2 separate regions of the Capra hircus genome follow, and region 1 is linked to region 2. The links are chromatin contacts, called in public Hi-C maps. All regions are on one chromosome and are shown on one strand. The core of a region is the stretch at or near the end of the contact, and the rest is flanking DNA. Distances in the headings are between cores, read along the strand shown. Region 1 has its middle 33 kb from the start of CREB3L1. Region 2 overlaps CREB3L1 (cyclic AMP-responsive element-binding protein 3-like protein 1).

What was found. A called contact is a pair of places that touch in the nucleus more often than the background predicts.
Region 1: a contact with region 2 is called in a Hi-C map of blood, with 3 times the contacts expected there. The contact joins two enhancer-like sites. A contact is called at or near these places in 3 of 5 Hi-C or Micro-C datasets (all in blood).

The regions. Positions count from the first base shown.
Region 1 is chr15:6,728,421-6,734,712 of ARS1.2, reverse strand. No RefSeq gene overlaps it. Among named protein-coding and RNA genes, the nearest start is that of CREB3L1, 33 kb to the right of the region's middle. Within about 2 kb of position 1,357, at least 5 of the 5 cell types and tissues checked have an H3K27ac peak or open chromatin away from gene starts, as enhancers often do.
Region 2 is chr15:6,676,895-6,683,616 of ARS1.2, reverse strand. It overlaps CREB3L1 (cyclic AMP-responsive element-binding protein 3-like protein 1), which reads left to right. Exons shown (of 12, transcript XM_018059170.1): 2 at 6,445-6,673. Among named protein-coding and RNA genes, the nearest start is that of CREB3L1, 18 kb to the left of the region's middle. Within about 2 kb of position 2,871, at least 4 of the 5 cell types and tissues checked have an H3K27ac peak or open chromatin away from gene starts, as enhancers often do.

The DNA of each region.
Region 1 (6,292 bases), core at 108-2,607, 53 kb before region 2:
TCAAGGGGGGGGGAAGAGATTTGAAGAAAAAATAGCAATTGTTAAACTTTGGCAAGGAGGGGGGTGCCAGGGGAGCGGTATAGAACAAACAGGTGTTAAGGATATAATCTCTGTAGGGTTTTTTTTTTTTCTAATATGGTTTGATCTATCAAAGGAGAATTCAACTGAATGGGGGGGGGGGCGGATAGTGAGGGGTCAGGGAAGAGGTCTCTGAGGAAATGATGCTTACTTAGGATGAGAGCCAGACACGGAGTAGGTGAGGAAGGACAGAAGGGCACACCAGCCAGAGAGAACAGGCTGTACGAAGATGCTGACATGGAAAGGTGAACATAGAAGCTGGGAACTGAGATCCCGGTGTGGCCAGAGCAGAGGGGGAAGAGGGTGGGGTGGGGGGTGGTGCAGAGGCCAGGCAGAGCCTCCGAGGCCATCTTGAAAGAGCAGGCCTTCGTGCCAAATATGACTCAAGCAGCAGGGACGGAAAGCTCTGGGGGTCCACAGACACTTCACTCAGCCAGATAGCAGAAGCGGGAAGGCGGTCTTCAAGAGGTGACTCACATCTTAAGCGCTGGAGAATGAGTAAGAGGAGGCGGAGGGAGGTGTAAATTCCCTTGATCACGCCCCACAGCAGTAAAGATACTGTTGGTCCCAGCAGGGGCCGACACCCAGGACTAGCTCCGGATAAAGGTGTCAGATAGAAAACGGCAGAGGAGGGTGTCCTTGAAGACGGAATGGGCTGGGGTCCCAGTCCGGGCAGCCTTACCCGGAGAAAGGCATGGCCAGGCATGACTAGGTACCCCTCTGGCGGTGTGCAGAGGATGGATTTGAAGGAGGCGGCAGTGCGGGGAGTATGTTAACAACCAGTGGGAGAGGGACACCTAAACCAGGCTGCCTGGAATTAGAATGAAGAAATGGAGAGTGCCTGGAGAGGTGTTTAGAGGGGAACGCTAGGTGTCTAGTTTGATGGCCCTGCCATCACTGAGAGGGACAAGACGCGGCGAGTTGCAGATGCGTGCAGGGCAAGCCAAGTGGAACTGTCCGGCCAGGCCAGCGAAGAGAGTGGGCGTCCCGAGGGCTGCAGATGGAGCTGGGAGTGGGAGGCGCCTCCTGTGGGTGGCTGCTAACCACTCACAGCAAATGAGCTGGTCCAGGAGGGAAGAGGAAGAAGAAAGTGAGCGGATCGCTGGGGACGAAAAGGAATCAGAAGGGCGATGCGGGGAAGCAGAGGACAGGAGGGGAAGGAAGAACCACGCAGACGCTGAGCGGCCGCGAGGAAGTCAGCCCTGCGCGGGACTGGGCGGGTCCGGGGCGCGCGGGGCTGCAGGCGGAGCCCGGGTGCGCCCAGGCGCCCGGCAGACGCTGGAGAGTCCGCCCAGGCCTTCCCGCTGCCTCGGCCGTCGCCGGGGACTGCAGGGCACTCGCGCGGCTAGTCCACCCGAGCCGTCCGCGGCTCCCCGCGCGTCCAGGCCGCGCCTCCCCACCGCCCGCGGGGCCCGGCGACGTCACTGCGGCTCTGACGCGCGCTAACGGAGGCGCGGGCGGAGAAGGCGCGGGGCGGCGCGAGCATCCTCGCGGGAGGTCCAGTCCTCGCAGCCCGCGGGCCGCGTTCTTGGCCCTCCTCCAGGGGAACCTCTATTTTTCCAAACTCTGGAAGGCCGGCTGTCCTTCGGCCACTGATAAGGACAGCTAGCACCTGGTAAAAGATTTTAACAATGCCCGCAAAGAAATAGCCGGACCCAGGAAAGACTAGTAAGAGCCGCCAGCTAGAGTTCTGCTCGTGTGCTCGGCGGTCCTAGGAACAATAATAACGACCACAACCACAGTAGCCACCATTTATTGAGCGCTTACTCTGTGCCAGGCACGGTGTTAAGCGCTTTGCAGGCAACAAATCCTCGGAGGTAAGTACCGTTATTATCCCTATTTTGCAGGGACCAGGGCACAGAGAGGTTAAGTAACTTGCCCCAGGCACACAGCTGGCTGATGTCCAGTGCCACAATTTCAGCCCAGGCCGTCTGATCCCGTGTAATCGTCAGGTTAACCCGCCAAGGTCGGGGTCATTTTCTCCATCTTAAAGATGAGGAAATTAAGGCACACGGAAAACGTAAGTACCTTGCCCAAGGTCACCTAGCTGGAAAATGGATGAGGCAGAAAGCGAACCCAGGGCTCCTCTCTGTCCGCAGACCCCGCGGTCTTGGCCAAAGGCGATGCTGCTTCCAAACCACCTCCGACAGCCCAGCAGGCTGTGGCCCCGGGCCCCCAGGGGCACAGCCTCTGCGGGGTTTGGGTGGCTTCCCGCGGCCTCCGATCTCGGATGAATCGGATGTTTCCGAGCATCTTCTCTAATGAGTCCACAGGTGCCAGATAGAGATGCGCCTCCCGAAATCCGGCCGAGGACCAGTCGGCGAGGTCCTCTGAAGGGATGGAGCCGGGGCGGAGGCAGCGGGAGGGATCCCACCTGCAGAGCTGCGTTGACTGGAGGCTTGCCCCGCGCGGCCGGCAGAGGGCGCTGCCGCACGCGCCTCGGGTCCCACGATCCCCAGACCCTGGGGCTGGCGGGCCTCCGCCTGCAGGCCCGGAGACTCAGAACCCCAAAGTGGGAGCCTTTTATTCCGCGTAGCTGGCACCAATCTGGCCCTTCGCCTCAGCCTTGGGCCTGCTTTTCCTGACCACTCTTCCCCATCGTGTGTGCTCCTGCCACCCCAACCATCTGCCTTCAAGATTTCCCCTGTCCCTACACTGCTGGTGTGGTCACCTAAGAGGCAAGAACACCGATCCCATCCCATTAAGAGACATCCCATTGTAAGTCAAACTCGGCCTTGTCTCCCTTCCTTTATAGACCCTCTGGTGATGCAAAATTGGCAAAAATCATCCATTGGGTGATGAACTTGCTTTCCTTCTCCAAAACCGGAGAGGGAAATTGGTTAAGGAAGGAGCGAATAAATAAAAGGATCTATTTTTGTAATAGCAGCGGTGTATTAAGCACTTGTTTTGTGCTGAGCCCTTTCTGCTTGACTCCTTAATCCTCATTACAGCCCCGAGAGGTGTGCGTCATTACTCTCATTTGACAGGTACGGTCACAAGACTGGTAAGTAGCAATGCTGGGAATCCACCAGGATTTATCTGACTTTAAAGCCACATTCCTATCACCCATCACCCAGAATGTACAAGCTGATACAGCTGAACAGAATAGTTAAGATACAAACCATGCAAAAACAAATCAAAATCTACTCTAAGAGTGCTCAGAAAAACCCCATGTGAAACAAGGGTTTCAATGCCTTTCTGAGCCCCAGTCTGAGACTCAATTGTCTGAAACAGGAAAACAAATCCTCAAGGTGCAATGAGAGGAGAATAGGAATGAGGCATTCAGCTTTCCCTTGGAAGAGCATCCAGAGAGGCCCACTCACTTTCTGTGCCTGGGCTCTGAGGAAATAAAGGTGGTTCTAGGAAAATCTGAAAAGTATGAGAGGAAAAAAAAAAATCCCTTCTGTGGTTTTTACTTTAACCAAGCCTCATTTCGCTATTTGTGTTTTATTTTTAAACTAATGTGGCTCTCTCCACCCTTTAAATTGGCACGTAAATAGCAAAAACAGAAGGAAGGCCAGCTACAAACTTCAAATGTGGTGGATTTCTCAGGAAGGAGGTACCTGACTTGAAGTGGAAATGAGGATTAAATGAGGTGCCTTAAACATTTCAAAGACAGACTTTCCACAAGGAATTTAGATCATAAGTCTTTAGAACAGGAGCTTTGTCTAGGTTTAGGCCGGGTGTAGTGTTGACAATTTGTGAGCAAGCTCTCAGAATGTGGAAAACGAATCACACTTTCAGTGTCTGCATCATCTAATCATCTGGGCTATCACTTTGCTTATGGCTTTAAAGGGTGGCTTCTGGGGGATTTTTCTGTCCTCTGGAATCTCAGTCACGCACCCTCCCTCAGACCCCTTACTTTTCCAGAAGTTTGCTCCGGGAATTCAGTTGAGATGAGGCAATAGTTGATGATGTCACTAGGCTTGGTTTGAGATTGACTGGCCAACTCTGGACTCACCAACTGGAGGTTTTTTTCCAAACTGGGAAACCAAAGCAGAAGGAACTTGTTGAGACTTGTCACTTAATAGCTGTGTCTCTCTTGCCCTATGTCTTTGAACTAGAAGGATTCCCCTCTTACCCAAAACAAGAAAGCCCTGAACATCCCAGGCTGCTGCTTGCAAAATTCTTGGACCTTCTTGACCTTTTCTCTCTCTGCTGCTTCCCTCATTCTTTCAGTGCATTCTTTCTCCAAGCATGCATCCAGGGCCTATGATCATAGATCCTAGCGGTACAGCAGAGACCCTAACATGGGCTGAGAAGTTTACTCTCTCCCGTTCCCACCTGGCTTCTGACCTCATGGTTCCAACTTCTGTGCCTGGAGAGGCCCAATAGTAGTGAATGACTTCCTCCTCCAGGTGCGGACTGGTGCTCAGACATACCTGAAATTCTGTCAGCCTACGGCAGCTCCCTGAGGTTCCATTCTGTGACCCCAGATACCTCTGTGGTGACTCCGTATTTGGTAGGAGGTTTGGGTTCTGATATACCTTCAGAAGCAAGGCTCAGAAATGCTCCAGCTTCACCACTAGCCCAGGTTCCTTCCATTTCCAATAGTCATCCGTTCAATTTATAAGATCGCTACTGACCAAAGTAGCTCAGGCTATATTCATGGCGCATCTGGTACAGTGAAAAATCCCAAAGTGCCATAATACCCCACTGTCCAAAGGAAAATGTTGGCTTAAACAGACGTGTGATTAACTGGCAAAAGGATGTGTGGGATAATGCTTATGAGTCTTTTGGGTCTTTTTTTTTGTTTAATCTTGGGACTGAGTGATCCTGAATGACCCATAATAATGAGGGGAAGGAAGAACACTAGCCCTGTTTTAGCTCTCAAGATTATTCAAATGAAATAGATTTTTACCATCAACACCCTAGCAAAGACAGAATGCTGAAGGTAAATTGCCACTTTCTGTCTTTTTGGAAAATCCATTAATACTGAATGATCTTGGTTTTAATCCATTCAAAAATTCAGATTATGTCCCTGGAAATCCCTTTAGAAAGTAGATTCCAAATCAATACTCATTCTTCTTGAATATCCCACTCCTTCCAGGTACAGGAGTATCTTCTCTCCTCTTGAGGAAGGAGTGGGCCAGAGACCAGAAGACCCAGGGAGGGTTAAGAAGGACTTTCCCATTAGCTGAGCTGCAGGGCTGTTTGGATCTAGAGAACATGTATGCGTGTTGCGTCTGCACTGAGTTCATGGTTTTGCATTCTGGCTCATGTCCAAAGCCTCCATAACACGGGGGCTGAGATTTGCCAAAGAAGGCCGATCCGTGAAGAAGGACGTGTGTCCACTCACCAAGAAGGTTTTGATGGTCAGCGTCTGTATGTCCAGCTGCTGGGGTGAAGAGATTTGGAAACTCCTGAATATTCCTGCGGGGATCTTTCCAAGCCCTTTTGGGAACCGGCAATAGCGCTTGTCTGGGGAAATTAGTTTTGCACTTTCACAGAGTGAGAGAAATTCCTCAGGGGCATTCTTGTAGTTGGGAAGAGAAATCAAACTCCGCTCATTCCTTCAGGGGCCGTGCCCCTGCTAAAGCGCACCGAATCCAGTTCGGTTGGTCCAGTCTGGTGCCTTAAGTGTGTTTGTGTGGGGGGGCGGGGGGGGGGCGGTGCAGGAGCAGCGAAGTTCAGCGAATTTCACCTGTGGCTAAGTCCCTCCGCCGACTGGGGCAAGCGTGAGATTTCAGGGGATCGTGTTACCAGTGTGTAAACACCTTGAGTGACGGCCAAGGCTCCCGAGAGACCACAAAGGATCTCAAACCCTTCCTATCTTCCTAGAAACCCTGGCGGCCCGGCCGGCTGCTTGCTGTCTGATGCAACAGTTTGCAACGCTGTTCTGGGAGCCGAGCCTGCCGCGGGGCGCGGGGCGTGCGGCCTATGCGCATGCGCGGGCCGGGGCCCGCCCCTCCGGGCTGGGGAGAAGCTTTTCACCAGATGTGCGGGGGGCGGGGCGGGTAGGGAGACCTTTGGCAGCTCGCGCCGGCGATCTGAGCTTAATTAAACTTCTCCCGAGGCATTGGCTGACTGATTGACCCAGTGATCCAAAAAAATCAGAGAGGCCCAAATCGCCCTAACGCCACAGAAGAGCGAAGTTGGGGAGTTGGCTTTCGGTGTCCAGAGCTCGGCTTCTCTTCCCTGAGCGCCCCCAATCCACAATGCTTTCGCGGCGGGGGGGTTGGGGGGAGATTGCCAAAGCTCACTAGGATGTCAA
Region 2 (6,722 bases), core at 1,622-4,121:
CACACGCATGGGCACACACACACACAGGGAAGCATTTCTGCTTATTTGGACTTGGGCTCTGTGGTGAAGAGTTCGTTCGGTAGGGGGAAAATATGAAACCTCAGCAGCTGCCTTCCCGGGGCCTGTGGGGAATGGGGGATGAGAGTGAGGTTGGAGCTTGGAACAATGTGCTTCCCTTCACCCCCCCATGCCCTGCCAGGAAGGCTCAGGGAGGGGCTGGCTCCAGGGATGAGGAAAACTGGCTCCATCCCTTCATAGTCCCCAGAGAGGCCAGGGCAGAGGAAAAGAGCCCACTTTCTGAGGACTAGTGCACTTCACCTGTGCCTGCCATCCCTGCCTTAACAGGAACTCAGACAGGGGAAGCGGGCCTGGACAGAAGACGCCGCCTGCGCCTGCCCAGATCTCAGAGCACAGCTGGATCTTGAACTGGGGTCTCCTGGGTCTGAGTCCAGGACAGCCTTCCAGTCTAGCTCTGGGAGGACGCCTGGATCTCACCTGCAACCCCCTCCCCGCAAATGACTGGATGAATGTGTGTTAGCCGCTTGGTCATGTCTGACTCATGGCGACCCCATGGACTGTAGCCCACCAGGCTCCTCTGTCCATGGAATTTCCCAGACAAGAATATTGGAGTGGGTTGCCATTTCTTCCTCCAAGGGATCTTCACGAATCAGGGATCGAACCGGAGTCTCTTGCACAGCAAGCAGACTGGTTACTGTCTGAGCCGTCAGGGAAGTCAAATGACTGGAGTGTGATGCTTAAAGGCTGGGAGGGCCTGACAACTGTGTACCCAGGGGCCCACCTCCCTTCCCCAAGTCCCTCCCTGTTCTCTCTTGACCCTACCCTCACCCCACCCCCATACAGGGCACAACAGTGACTCAGACTGGTGGCCCCTCAGCTTGAAATGGGGGCAATTTTCTAGTGACCACGAGGCAAGTAACCGTCCGGGAATGTATGAGGGGGGTAGCCTGCGGGGGAGGGGAAGGGCTCTCCTCCCGTCTCTCAGCAGAGCTCACTCTCTCGGAAGGAATGTCCGGGCTCGGCATTCCCCGCTCCCCACCCCCAATCCTTATCCCACGGCTCAGCCTGGACCCACTCCGGTCTCCTCCCTCCTTTCCCCAAACAGACTGCATCAGCCTGGACCGGGGGAGGGGCAGAAGATCGTGATGGGGGCGCAGCCACGCCGACGTTCTAGGGGGCTTGAGAGAAGGGGGCGCTCTGAGGCTGCGGCAGCTTGGGGGGGTCTCCTTTCCCATACACATTCTCAGCGGACAGTCGTGTCCCCAGAGCTTTTCCCCTCGCTCTGCATCGACTCTCTGGAAGGAATTCGAGCTGGGGAACCGAGAGGAACCTCAGACGGAGCTATTACCGCCCCAGGAGTGTCTCACTTCCCACCTCTCCCAGGGAAAGAGACCCCGCTCCCCATCAGTGAGCCCCAAGCTAGGATGACTTCAGGAGAGAAAGAAGGAGCTGGAAGACCCTCAAAGGAAGTAAAGAGTTGGGATCCAGCCTCCCTTTTTCGAGCTGGAGATGTCCGAGGAGACCCCCTCGGTCTTCACTTCCCCGTGCGGGGCTGAGGCCAGGCCAACTGATAAGGGACTCGGGGCACCGTAGGACTGCCAGGCCCATGGGCAAGCTCAGATGGGCCGTCTCTGCCTCTGCCCCAGGTGCAGGCAGGGACGCAAGACCAGACCCCGTCCGTACACTTGGCCCTTATCAGCCCCACGCGGTCCGCGGAGGCCGAGGAACCTCCCTGCCAAGGGCCTTGCCCTCCTCCCACCTCCTCGCAGCCGCTCTTGCTGCAAGCCTCGCGCAGCCTCCTCCCATTGGCCCAGACCTCCACAGATCCGACCAATGAGCAGGCTGGATTCCGGCACAGGGCGGCCCCCCGCGCACCGGCGTTAACTTCCCTTGGGCCAGCGCTGGGCAGGCAGGACCCGGTCCTTCTTTAATCCTAAAGGGCCGGGTGCTGAGACCCGGTTTCCGGAGGAGATGCTGCCTACGGGGAGGGGTGTGCGGGACCTCGAGCCCCGAAAGCTCGGGACCTCTCCTGCAGGAGAGTGGAACCGGCGCCTGCTGTGCGTGGCCGCCGAGAGGGAGCTTATGTTGGCAAGACTCTTGGAAAAAGTCTTTTAACAAGGAGGGAAACAAATCATAATATTTCCTTCTCTGGCTTCCCACCCTGGTTGCTTGGAAAGGCACCCCCATAAGAACGCTCACCCCTAGTAGAACTGGGTACCCCTCAGAACAGTAGGTAGGATCCTGCCTCCCACACCTGTCGTGTCCATCAGGTAGTCTGAAACCCGAGCTTTGTGTGTGTGGACTGGAGGACGCGAGCTGGTTGTAGTTTGGGCGGGGTAGGGAGGCGGGACAAGGAGTCTTGCTGGAGCTTAGGAGGCGTGAGATCTCCAGAGGGGGCCGTCCAGGGGTGGGGGGTTGGGAAAGTGGTTACAGAGGAAGAGGAGAGGTCAAGAAGAAGTTGCTCCGCGATTCCTGTGCAGCCCCAGAGCTGTTGAGAACCCCTCCCTCAACATCACCGCCTCACTATGTGAGGTCCCTCTCTGGACCTCAGCTTCCTCATTAGCAAGTGGGAGAGGGGGCATGGACCATGGGTTTTCTCAGGTCCCTTCTGCCTCTAAATTGATGGTATAAACCATAACTGCCTGAGAGGCCAGCCATCAGATAGAAACAGGACTAGGAAAAATCTCTCTAAAGGGAGGCATTCTGGCATCCTCCCGAGAGCAGAAGGTGGGCCTGGGGGTGATGGGACATGCCCACCGTCGCCACCGGAGGTCCACCCAGCACACAGGGAAGTCCTGAGCAAGGAAGCCCTGGTTCTCTGAGTGTCCCCTGCCCCCTCCACTGCCTGACCCTTGGCCGCCCTCCCCTTCCACTTGGCTTCCACCCTCTGGAAGCTCTGTCCGGCTGGGCCTTGGCTGCTGTCTCCAGCAGGTGGGGTGGGGGCCACTCACAAAGTGGGGCCAACTGAGCTTCCTCAGCAGGTTCCCTATGGGCACCCCATAAGGGGTCTCTGAGGACTGGCTTATCTGCATGGAGCTGAATCCTTGAAGGACCCTGGCCCAGACTGGAGGAAGCCTCTCTCCTCTCCCAGGCCCCGGAAAAGGGCTTGGCAAACCCTTATCGCCTGAGACGCAGCTGCTGAAGAAATACCTTAGCAGCTGACTCACTGGGCTCCTCACAGCCCTCTCCCACTGGGTCCCACACCAGGCCTTTGAGAGACCCCGAGAGAAAGAGAAGGAAAGAAAGAGAGGGCGCCCCCTGCTGGGCTGGCCCAGACCCCGCCGGAGGTGCGGCCAGCACAGTCCAGCCTGTGACTGACTGTGTAGTTGGGGGGGCGTTGCAACTTCCTTGTCTCTTTGGGTAGTTGTGAGGATTAAATAAGACGGTGCCTATGAAAGCACTTTGGAAAGTTAACATCGCAAGACAAATGTAGGCTAGTGATGATAAGTTCTGATAAGCTGGGGAGAGGTGAGAGTGCTTGAGTCAATGGGTTTCTGAACTCATTTTATCCTGGATTCTCTGATTTGTGGTGGGAGGACCAAACCACCTCCCTGCATTGGCTCCAGGCTCAGTTCACCTCAGGCCCAGGGTTAGGCTTTTCATAAAACAGCAGTTATTGAGCACCCACTGCATACTAGGCCCTGTCCTCAGTGTTACAGGTGTCTACTGCACAGACGTATTTGTATGTTATTTGGATACATGTGTTTCATGTATTTCCTCACTTTATCCTCATAATCCTATGAGGGCAGCATTAAGCACCTAATGCATATTTGATCCTCAGAACAACACTATGAGGTTGGAACCATTATTTTCCCCATTACAGATGAGGAAACTGAGGCCTAGAAAAGTGAGTTAACTTAGCAGGGAGTGAGGTAAGAGTCAAAAGTCTTGACCCCCTGAATCTTATTCTCACACCAAGGGCTTTTCTGCTCACCCCTTCCAGACTAGGACAAGCGCCAATTATTCCAGGCCAGAAAGCCAATGACTCCAGAAGTCAGTTCTTACCCATTCACCAGCTGGGATCCCCAGGGTCAGAAGCAAAACCCCAGAAAATTCATTCAGTCAGTGAAAAACAAATGAACAGGAGGCTTCCCTGTGGTTAATTAAGACTCTATGCTGCCACTGCAGGTGGGGGCAGGGGGGTGGGTTCGATCCCTGACTGGGGAACTAAGATCCCACGTGCAGCCCAGAGCAGCCAAAAAAAAAGAAGAACACTAACATGTCCTTACGTATTTATAATTCTTTAGAGAGAAAAAACAAGAACCTCCTATGTACCAGCTGCTGCTGGATGCTTTATTAATAAGAGGTTTGTTGAGTAATTACTATGTACCAGGAACTATTCTAAGTGCTTTACATATATATTAACTTGTTTAATCCTCACAGTAACCCTAGCAGATAAGAACTATTGTCACCCCCACTGTACAAAGGAGGAAATGAAGCATAGAAACATTGATCAACTTTCCTAGGATCATGGAGACCAATATTTTTCAGACTATTTTGTTTCTGAGAAATATATTTTACATCCTTCGAGAAGGTGATGGCACCCCACTCCAGTACTCTTACCTGGAGAGTCCCATGGACAGAGGAGCCTGGTGGGCTGCAGTCCATGGGGTCGCTAGGAGTCGGACACGACTGAGTGACTTCCCTTTCACTTTTCACTTTCATGCATTGGAGAAGGAAATGGCAACCCACTCCAGTGTTCTTGCCTGGAGAATCCCAGTGATGGGGGAGCCTGGTGGGCTGCCATCTATGGGGTCACACAGAGTCGGACACGACTGAAGTGACTTAGCAGCAGCAGCATAAACATACACACACCCATAACTGAGATAAAAATTTACCACGTATTTAACTTCCCTATGCGCAGCACGCCCTGATATTTTTCTAATCTATTTTGTTCTGTTTTCTTTTTCCTTAAATTCTGGTCATGACCTGCTTCACAACCCACTACTGAGTCACCCCCTGCAGTCTGAACAGTACTGAGTCATAGCAAGGAGCGTCAGGGCCAGGATTCAAACCAAGTGATATGGCCCTGGGGCCTGATCTCTTGGCAGAAAGAATGTCTGGGAAAATGGAAACACTGGAGGCATGAGGACAAGTGAGGACCCTGCCAATGAGGGGAGCAGTGGTTCAGTCACTCAGTCGTGTCCGACTCTTTGTGATCCCAAGGACTGCAGCTCACCAGGCTCCTTTGTCCTCCACTCTCTCCCGGAGTTTGCTCAAACTCATATCCATTGAGGGGAGCAGAGTCCTTGATAATCTCCCCACTTTACATTCCAGCAAAAGAGAATAGAATACAAAAGTCGCTGATAGCGCCTTCGGAATGCAAACTTGCTGGGGGAGGTGGAGTTATTCTTTAGTACTTAGTTCCTTAGTCCTCTTGTGATGGAAGTAGGGTGGACTGAGAAGCAGGCTTGGGCAATCTAAGCGATTTGACCAAGGTCACAGAGCCAGAATTATAGCCGCGTGTCCTATCGCTTGGGTTCTTTCACACCATCCAGGGCACAGCCTTGAGGATACCGCCGGAGAGGTTGGGGATGTCAGTGGAGGTGGTGGTGACGGTAACGTGCTGATGGGGTGACAGTAGAGATAGAAAGGATGATGGGGGACTTACCTGGTAGTCCAGCGGCTAAGATTACCCCGAGCTCCCGATGCAGGGGGCCGGGTTCGATTCCCGGTCAGGGAATTAGACCCCTCATGCTGCAACTGTGGGATCCTGGCCACGTGGGTTCATGTCCCAATCTGAGGTACACGCTTTCAGTGGGAAGAGTGATGGGGAGGTTGCAGGTGTCAACTAAAAAAAGATGCACAACAGGAGGGTTGGGAGTTAAGTTTTATATGGGGGCAAAATGAGGCCTGTAGCCCAGGAGACAGCACCTCAGACAGTTTTGAGAAACTGCTCCAAAGAGGTTGTGGGGAAAGATCAATGCATGTGATTCTGGTGAAGGGGGCATTCCATGCAATCCAGCACTTAACTTACAAAAGGTGTTCTGCTAGTCACGAGGAGCTGATGTCACTAATGAAGAGATTTAGTGCTTGTCTAGATAGGAGGAGATGCAAGGACTGGGATCATGAAATCAGTTGCTGAAAATATCTAACTCTCTAAAGATCTGTGTCACTCATTTTTCTGGAGCATTGAGTGCCTGACTCTCCTCCCTGAACTCCCGTCAGGGCATGTCAAAGGTCAACAGCTGCAGTAGCACAGCGTTCAGTCTCCACAGATGGCGGTTTAGCTGCTCAGTCACGTCCAACTCCTGGCGACCCTATGGACTGCAGCCCGCCAGGCTCCTCTGCCCATGGGATTTTCCAAGCGAGAATCCTGGAGTGGGTGGACAGATGCCAAATAGCCTTGGCAGGCGCCCTTTTGTCGTTGACACAGGGACCATGGTGGATAAGCTAACCCCCTCCTCCCCCCTCTTCCTCCCCTAGCACTTCCCCGAGCACCTGGACCACTTTGCAGAGAACATGGAGGACTTCTCCAACGACCTGTTCAGCAGTTTCTTTGATGACCCTGTGCTGGACGAGAAGAGCCCTCTCCTGGACATGGAACTGGACTCCCCCACGCCGGGCATCCAGGCCGAGCACAGCTACTCCCTAAGCGGTGACTCGGCACCTCAGAGCCCTGTTGTGCCCATCAAGATGGAAGACACCACCCAAGGTAAGAAGGGGTGGCAGGGCCCAGGACCCCAGACCCAGAGAAGCCACTC